Linked DNA regions of Mus musculus: regions 1 and 2 are each linked to region 3. Evidence: chromatin contacts called from public HiCAR-type and promoter capture Hi-C data. All regions are on one chromosome and are shown on one strand. The core of a region is the stretch at or near the end of the contact, and the rest is flanking DNA. Distances in the headings are between cores, read along the strand shown.

Region 1 (2,700 bases), core at 12-2,511, 1.6 Mb before region 3:
TTTCTGCCTTTGTGACAAAAGTAGATACTGTATTTGACCCATACATAGTTCTGCCTAGAGGTTAAAAACCACCTCCCTTGAATGATCCCAAGTCTTCCGCTAGAAAGAACTGAGGGAACACAGGGCCGATGCATGGATCCCACTTAAGAAATCTCAACAACCAAAAAATGACCCCACACCATTGCCTTATGCAGGATCTGAAGGTTCAAGGGATTGGGATCATGAAAACTGATAAACAAAAACCTGGGTTATAAAGTCAAACTCTACCCTGTTGGAGGTCAAATCAACTCTCAACAGGAACATGGTTCCACTAGGAGAACATTCCTCAATGTTGAATCAAAATGATTTTTTGTTTTGTTTTGTTTTGTTTTGTTTTTTTGTTTTGTTTTGTTTTGTTTTTTGTTTTTCGAGACAGGGTTTCTCTGTGTAGCCCTGGCTGTCCTGGAACTCACTTTGTAGACCAGACTGGCCTCGACTGCCTGCCTCTGCCTTCCAAGTGCTGGGACTAAAGGCGAGCGCATTCACTGCCCGACTCCCCCCCCCCCCCCGGGAGGGGGGTGGTTTATTTCATTTTTCAGAAGAGATGACACTATAACCTGCAGTGTGTTCTAGAAATGTGTACTCCGCACCCCCAAGTAATGTGTTTGCAATGAGCAGCACCCCCACCCCCAACACCTACTTTCAACTTCCCTTTAAGAAGCAGTTTTTGAAAAGCAAAGTTAGTATGAAAATGAAGGCACCCCATCTGGATTCCAGCAGCGAGGGAGAACTGGATGAGAGGTGAGAACCGGAGGGACCTGAGCCCTGGGTCCTGAGTGACGCTCCCCAGACAGGTGACCAAGTTTCTTTCCCCCGCTTCGCCAGCACCCGCCAGAGCTCAGGAAGGGAGGATGGCTTGCCGCGCCCGCCTCAAGAATACGGGTTCGAGACCCACGGCGGCAGTGGCCGCGCCCCCGTCCCACCGGAGCGCACGGTCGGGGCAGCCCGGGACAGAGGTCACCTGGAGCGTCAGGCGCGGAGCCCCGCGAGCGCGCGCAGCCCGAAGCTCACCTGGCGGCTGGCCGCGGCCTCCAGGGCGGCCTGTGGGCGCGGGCAGGGCGGGACGGCGGTGTCCCCGGGCCCAGCCGCCGCCGCCCGCCCTCCCGCCGCCCGTCTCGCCCTTCACCCGCCGGCCGCTCCGCGCCCCAGGAGAGCGGCGAGCGCGGGTCCGCGGCGGCGCGGCGCGCGCGCCGGCGCGACTCAAAAGTCGGAGAGGGCGGCGGGCGCCGCCGCCTCCTCCTCCATGACTGTTTACCCGGCTGCATTGTGGGAGTTTGACCTTCGCCGCCAACCGCCGCCTCAGCTCGGCCGCCGCCGCCGCCGCGCACGCCATGGGAGCCGTGACTGACGGTGAGGCCTCGGCGGGTGCGGGGACGCGGGGCAGCGCCGGGATCCGGGCCGTCTGGGGTGGGGGGCTCCCGGGGCGGTGCGCGGCGGGGAGAGGCGCAGGGCGGCTCGCTCGGCCCGGGCGATGCAGTGCCCCGAGGGGGCCGCCTGGGGGGCTTCCCGGGCCGGGCTGGGTCGGGCCCACGGGCAGCGCGGCGGGCCCCAGGGAGCGCAGGAGCTCGGAGGGCGGTGGAGTGAGGACCCCGAGCTGGGGACGGCGGCTAAGAGGAACAGGGGTGTCTGGAGGGCCGGTCGGGAAGTGTATCTGGGCGACTTACAAGGTAAGGCGCCAGCATGGGAAGAGGCCGGCGGCTTGGACCGCGGCAACAAAAGGAAGGCATGTTGGAGCGGGTGAGTTGTTGGCCTGAGTGGATTAGGAGTGATGGATGGTGGACAGTAGATGTCTGTGGGCTGAGAGCAGAAATAAGAGCGCGTTTGGGAGAAGGATGGACTGACACGATAGGCAACTGGAGCAGGAACTGAGAAGGTACCCGCTTTGGTAGAAAGGTTCCGGTGGCTTGATGTTGTTTGATGGGCTGATCAATAGCTATGGATCCCAGTGGAGAAACAGGGGACTTCCAGAAATGAACAACGATCGGCCCAAATTTGAGGACGGGCCGAGGAAATACCGATGTGGGTATAAATAAAGGCCTCGGAACTTGGTAGGGGGGATTTTAACCTTGGTTTTGTTTTTTTTTAATTCGAGTTTAATTTATTCAGGAAGTACTTAGCTTACTTCTAGGCAATACTTTACTGAACACGTTTGATACCCAGAAGCAGCAGGTAAAGGTGTTTCCTCTTATACGTCTGCAGTGGCTGTAAACATTAAAAATTGGTAGGGTGGCTGTGTGTGTGTGTGTGTGTGTGTGTGTGCGCGCGCGCGCGCCTGCCTGCCTCTCTTTGAGCTGTCTCTGCCTCCCTCCCTCCCCCAGGCAGGCCACCCTACTAGAGTGGCAGTCAGAGGACACTTGCTGAAGTCACTTCTTCACTTCCACCAGATGGGTCCTGGGAATTGAACTGAGGTGGTCTTTCTACTGGTGATTAGAAAACTTGACAAATTTGCTTTCCCCCTTCCTTTGAAGGGTAAATAGGTGTTTTAAAACTGGAATTACAAGTGACCAACCACTTGCCAAAATGATGAAAGAAATTCAAGATGGCATATAGAACTTAGAAAACTTTACACCATGAAATTTCCAAGATCAGGAAAAGCCAGTGAAAGGGTTTTTGTTGTTATTTGGTTTGGTTTTGAGACAAGGTCTTGCCAGGCAGTGGTGG
Region 2 (2,700 bases), core at 97-2,596, 1.7 Mb before region 3:
TCCAGGTTGCTGCCCATTACAGAGAGCCCCTAGAAATGAGATTTCTTCCTAAATGTTCTACCCACCCTCTTCCATCCTCTTCAGCAGAGACCTCAATGTGGCAAGCAGGGAAGGTGGGCTGAAGCAACAAGAAAACTTCCCCAAGGTTGGGTACAAACTCCACCAGGGGGGCTGGACTCACCTTCCCGGCAGAGCCCCATGACTTCGCGGTTTTTCCCAAACTCCTTGAAACTTTCATCCAATTCGGTCCCTAGGAGATATACACACACAGGAGGAGGGGAGAGGCAGGTCAGTGGCTAGGAGTGTGACGCACGCTCACGCACGCTCCGGGTAGGTGTGGGCACCCAGCAGAAGATAGCATCTCTGACCCCCGTGGGGGCGGCCACAGGACACGGCGCGGGGGAGGGGATCGGGGCCAGAGGAGGGGGGCGGGGGGGCGGGGGGAACCAGGAGGCGTGGACACTCACCATCCTTCCCAGGAAGTTTGGAAGCTTCCACCCACAGATTCCACGACTGTCCCAGCATCGCTTCGGGACTGGGCAAGGGCCTGCGCTCCCCAACCGTCGCCATGGCGGCGGCCGAGGTGGTGGTGTCCCCGGTGCCGCCGTCCTCCGCCCGTGGGCGCCGCAGCGGCGGGTGCTGCCGCTGGGGCTGCAGAGGCTGTGGCTGCTGCTGCTGCTGCCGGGCGGCCGCTGCTCCGCCCGCCGCGCGGCGCGGCTCCCCCCTGACGTCATCCGCGGCCCGCTCCGACATTCTTTCCGCTCCTACAATGTAACAAAAAGGGGGAAAAGAGTGGCGCGGGGGCCGCTTTTAAGGAGGCTCCGCGGAGTTCCGGCGGCGTGCGCGGCCCGCAGGCCCGCGGTGCTGTCAGCCCCCGGCCCCTGCCGCCGCCCGCCTCCCCGCCCGGGCGCAAAGTCCGCGGCGCCACCGGCTTTCGCTTTCGCCTCCCGCGGCCCTCGTAGGGCGCCGGCTGCGGCTGCCACTGCGGCGCTGGCCGCCCTGCCGGGCCCGGCTCGGGAGGCCAGCGCCCGGAGCCGAACTGCCGCGACCTCAGGCCTGCCTGCGCCCCGGCCCGCGGCTGCCCACCCTGCGGGCGCTCGCATCCCGGCCCAGCCGGCAGCCCCGCTCCTTCCTTCCGTCCGCGCGTCCGTCCGAGCGGCGGCGCCCGGCCGGCTCCCTTAAGCGGAGGCGCCTCCTGTCGCCTCCTCCCCCTCGCCGGTCCCTCCCTCTCTGCTCGCTCCGGCGAAGTTTGCACGTCAAGCCCCCGGAGTGGAGCCAGGGCGAAGTCGGAAACGCAGCCACCTATGGAAGAGCCTGCCGGTCGGCCCCGGCGCAGTAACGAAAGCGTCGCCCAGGCCCTCCCTCCGGAGCCCCGGGCACCAGCAATTCGCTCTGGGCTCGCGGGAGGCTGCACAGTAGCTGGAGCATGAATGGGAAGCAGCCACTGTGCGGACGCCCAGAAACCAAAGCTGCCAGTGGCAGGTGTGAAAATGCCGCCCAGGTGTTAGCCCAGGCGTCCGCATCGAGCCCCTGCTGCTTGGCCAGCCAGGAACGTGCACTTGAGTGCCCACAACTGAAGGTCACACTGTGTCCTGCGAACTTGAATTTCTTCTCCAGCAAGAAGGAAGCTACAAAATCAGTGTATCACTTTAAAGTTGGGTTGTTAGTCTCTCACTATTTATGGCTGTCTTTCCTAGAATCCGATGAGACCCCCATGGCTTAAGGAATATACCAGACGTTCGTCAGATTTGGATCACAAATTAATAAGCACTAGCACATACAGTCACCCCCTCCCCGACCATCAAACAAGTAAAGCACAGGAGTGGACCACCACAGGGTGCCTTTAGTTCCTATTAAGCTGTTATCTCATTTCAGTAAAGCAGCATCTTTTTAGCCTGCTCAGAGCCTCAGGCTTACAGGTGCCTTCTGGGACTGTATGAAGAGGTGAGCTTTCTCGACTTGCTGCTATTATCTGTTGGCTTTGGGGGGGGGGGCAAATATTTAGTAAGACAGATGTGACCAACATCTCTGTTGAAGTACAAAAAACCTTTCAAATGTTAAAATGAACGCAAAAGTGCATATGAAAATGTTTCCATAATATATTAAAGCCAGGACTTGGAGAAGGGGTTTGACATAGGTGCAAGTTTAAAAGCTTGAGCTGGGTGTGGTATGCACCCAGAGTCCCCAGTGTTTGGGAGGCTGAAGCAAGTGTGCAGCATCGTAATACAGGTGAGACTGAGAAACACAGTAAGAGCTTGTCTTAAATAAATAAAGCAGAAACACAATTTCTGTGAGACACATTTAGAAATGTGTCTATAGGGTCCCCCCCCCCCACTGGATTGCACACCAAGAAATCCAAAAAGGAATCTGCTGAGTGTTTATCAAAGGACAGTTGCTTTTTGAACACTCAGGCTATACACCTACATACAGATTCAACTAACTGAAGTTTGGAATATATTTTCCTTAATTTAAAAACTGAGCCTGGCATGGTGGCACACATCTTTAATCCCAGCACTTGGGAGGCAGAGGCAGGCGGATTTCTGAGTTCAAGGCCAGCCTGGTCTACAGAGTGAGTTCCAGGACATCCAGGGCTATACAGAGAAACCCTGTCTCGAAAAACCCAAAAAATTAAATAAATAAATAAATAAATAAATAAATAAAAATAAATAAATACTGTATCCATGCAGGGCAGTTACATAT
Region 3 (2,861 bases), core at 346-2,845:
TAGTGGGCCGGGGATCAGATGGACACTCAGCTGCAAACGGAGAAGAGGGTTTGCCTTCACCGGCACTTTCCCCGGCTCCGCTGATGCTATATCTCTGGAGAAGGAATTGACTATCAAACCCTCAACCCTGTTTGCTCATATTATACCCACCGTAATCCTCTTAAACTGCCTTTGCGGCTACAAAGCTCTTGGTCTTGCAAAAGCCGGCTGGCAAGATATAATTGTCCGACGAACAAAAACAGCCAAAAGTTTTCAAAAACCCCATGCACAGCCCCTCTTTTCCCTAAACCTAATTCTCTCCTTCTCTAGCTAGCCCCCCCCCCCCCATAAGAACCCTCAGCCTCGACCACTTTTGTTGTCACCAAGAGCACCCGGCCTGTTGAAAGTGCTGGAGCTTCTTTGAGCAGTTTGTTGTGATACGCAGGTGGAATGGTCTGCAAACATGAATTCAGCCCCTCCAAACCCAGCGCCGAGCGCTCTGCTTTTGTGCGCCCGGCACAAAAACGCTGAATTCCTCCGAACTTACTTGGGGCCTGTCTAGAAAAGAGCCTTTTCTTCCCTCTGCTTGTACCTCTGGCCACACTAAGTCTTTGCCCGCCCCCCTTCAGACCCCCTCCTTCTCCCCTCTGATAATCCTTCTTTTTATTTTAGAAAAACACAAAACCCGGTTCCACGCGGTGCTTTAGTGGCTAAAAGTGAAAGAGCTGCCTTGGCAGAATTCAGCTCTATGAATCACTTCGGAAAATTGGTTCGACTGAATGGCCTTAGGAGGAAAAACGTTTTAATAGGATCCAGGGGAGGTTCTGCTGTTTCAATCTGCTCCTTAAACAGGTGGAGATTGGACCTTCTCAATTATACAAACAGTAAGTACCCAACAGCGGGAGAGCTGCCCTCCGAATCCTCCCCGCACGCAGCCCTAAACCAGGCGCAGAGCCTGCCTTTGCCTCTCAAACCCGATCACAAATCAGCAATTCGGATCGATTAGCTTCTCAAAGAGCCCTAGGCCTCTCAGGGCAAGAATCCCCCAGCCCTACTGAAAAAGTGGGCCAGAGAGCTGCAGGCGCACCCACCCTTCCCCAGGTCCCCAGGACCCCGGCACGCCGCCTGCCCTCCCGGACTCTTCGAGGTCGTCCTTAGGCGGCGGGGAGCTCTCTCTCGACCTCCGACGCCAGCCAAGGCGAGCTCGTTGCTTTTGCATAAATTAATATTTCCCCATTAACAAGTTCCCCCCTCCAAACGCGACGCCCGCGTCCATGCGCCACATCCTAATGAGGTAATTATCATTTGCGCGTGTTCGGGGCTGGCGCTGGCTCCGTAGGTAAATGGCAGTTTATTAGCACGGTGCCCAGTTCGGCTGCGCAGGGCTAAGGGATACTTTGGTGATTAGACGGACACCAGGGGCCCTTTGAGGTAGCGCGTCGGGGACACCCCGCCTTCCCCGCGTACCCTAAAACTGTAGGCCCCCCAAAGTTGTGAATCACCCAAGGAACTCTGCCTAGGTTTGGGTTTGGGCGGCCCCCACCTCCTTCCACCGGCAAAACCATCACGATTCTTCCCCCTCCCCCCTCCCTCTCTTCCCTCCTTCCCGATTCGCAAACCGCTCGCACTTTCCCGAAGGGAGCGCGGGCGCTAGTTGCCTCCTTTAAAGTTTGAGGGGCGGTGGCGGCGGCCGGCAGGCGCGGGGGAACGCAGGGTCCTCAACGGGAGTCGCGCCGCCGCCCATGTCATTCCACTTCAAGTGACTTCATGTGATGTCAGCTGAATGTAAAAGACAGTGATCTCACGCGGAGGGGAAGATGTTTGCCATCAAAATGTGACAGAAGAGACACGCTGCATGGCTCGGAACGCATCTCCTTGGCGGTGGGGGAAAGAGGTAAAAGCGAGGTGGTTCTTCCGGCCCTCTTTAACTTTGCTCTTTCAGTGCCCAGTTCCCAGCACGCGTGGCGAAGGCCTGGGTCCAGGGAAGGGCTGGGAGTGTTAATTTGAGACTCCTTTCTTCTACCCCTTCTCCTTTCCTTTGTACAGCCTCCCCCTTCTTCCCCCTTTCATAGTCCCAGGGCAATAGCTGGTGGGTTCCTTTGCGCGCCGGGTTAATGGGCGGTAATTTGGTACCCTTGGGTGCACTTTGTTCTGCTTCTGTTCATTTGAATGCAAATGGGTGACCGGGCCGACTAGGTGCTTATTAAATTGCGGTTTCCCCCCTGCCTTTTCCGGAATGCAGACTTAGAGGAGAGAGGCTGTGCCCTGGCCCAGCCTGGCCCAGCTTGGCGCGCCATGGCCAGCTCAGCTTCCCTGGAGACCATGGTGCCCCCGGCCTGCCCGCGCGCTGGAGCGTCACCGGCCACTTCTAAAACACTAGCTTTCTCTATCGAGCGCATCATGGCCAAGACGTCCGAGCCCCGAGCGCCTTTCGAGCCCCGGCCTGCTGCGTTAGAGGCAGACAGCAGCCAGAGCAAGAAACTGCTCAACCTCTGCTCGCCGCTGCCCTGTATGATCCCTCTCCAGCCTCTAGGCTACGAGGTGCCGTCCAAGACGCTGCTCAGTTACTCGGAGTTCTGGAAGAGCAGCCTCCGGGCGGGCGGCGGTGGAGGAGGAGGCAGCGGCGGGGGGGCCCCAGTGTGCGGCGCCAGCGGCTTGTGCAAAACCAACTGTGGCGTGTGCTGCAAGGCCGAACTGGGCCTCGCGCCTTCTGCGCTGCCCGCCGGCAGGGTCATCAAACCGCAGGTCATCAACCAGGCTGTGGGGCTGCCTGCCAGCGGCTCTCTCTACTACTTCAACTACCTGGACTCCACCGCTTACCCACCTTCGGAGCTCCTCGGAGGCCACCTTTTCCCATCCGGCCTCCTCAACGCACAGGCCCC

Evidence for each region. Promoter capture Hi-C pulls out the DNA fragments that hold promoters and counts their contacts. HiCAR-type assays count read pairs that join an accessible place to other places.
Region 1: a contact with region 3 is called in a promoter capture Hi-C map of embryonic stem cells, with 7 times the contacts expected there. The contact joins the promoter of Thoc7 here to the promoter of Fezf2 in region 3. A contact is called at or near these places in 2 of 39 promoter capture datasets (cranial neural crest and embryonic stem cells) and 1 of 115 datasets of contacts at active chromatin or transcription factors (embryonic stem cells).
Region 2: a contact with region 3 is called in a HiCAR-type map of astrocytes, with 5 times the contacts expected there. The contact joins the promoter of Atxn7 here to the promoter of Fezf2 in region 3. A contact is called at or near these places in 3 of 39 promoter capture datasets (cranial neural crest, embryonic stem cells and frontonasal cranial neural crest), 1 of 484 Hi-C or Micro-C datasets (embryonic stem cells), 3 of 115 datasets of contacts at active chromatin or transcription factors (astrocytes and embryonic stem cells) and 1 of 9 other capture datasets (embryonic stem cells).

What each region holds. Positions count from the first base shown.
Region 1 is chr14:13,959,874-13,962,573 of GRCm38.p6, reverse strand. It overlaps Thoc7 (THO complex 7), which reads left to right and starts at 1,261. Exons shown (of 8, transcript NM_025435.3): 1 at 1,261-1,389. The coding sequence starts at 1,371. It also overlaps a transcript of Atxn7 not described here.
Region 2 is chr14:14,011,137-14,013,836 of GRCm38.p6, reverse strand. It overlaps Atxn7 (ataxin 7), which reads right to left and starts at 1,346. Exons shown (of 12, transcript NM_139227.4): 1 at 1,087-1,346; 2 at 468-764; 3 at 182-250. The coding sequence starts at 753.
Region 3 is chr14:12,344,599-12,347,459 of GRCm38.p6, reverse strand. It overlaps Fezf2 (Fez family zinc finger 2), which reads left to right and starts at 1,595. Exons shown (of 5, transcript NM_080433.3): 1 at 1,595-1,873; 2 at 2,222-2,861. The coding sequence starts at 2,275.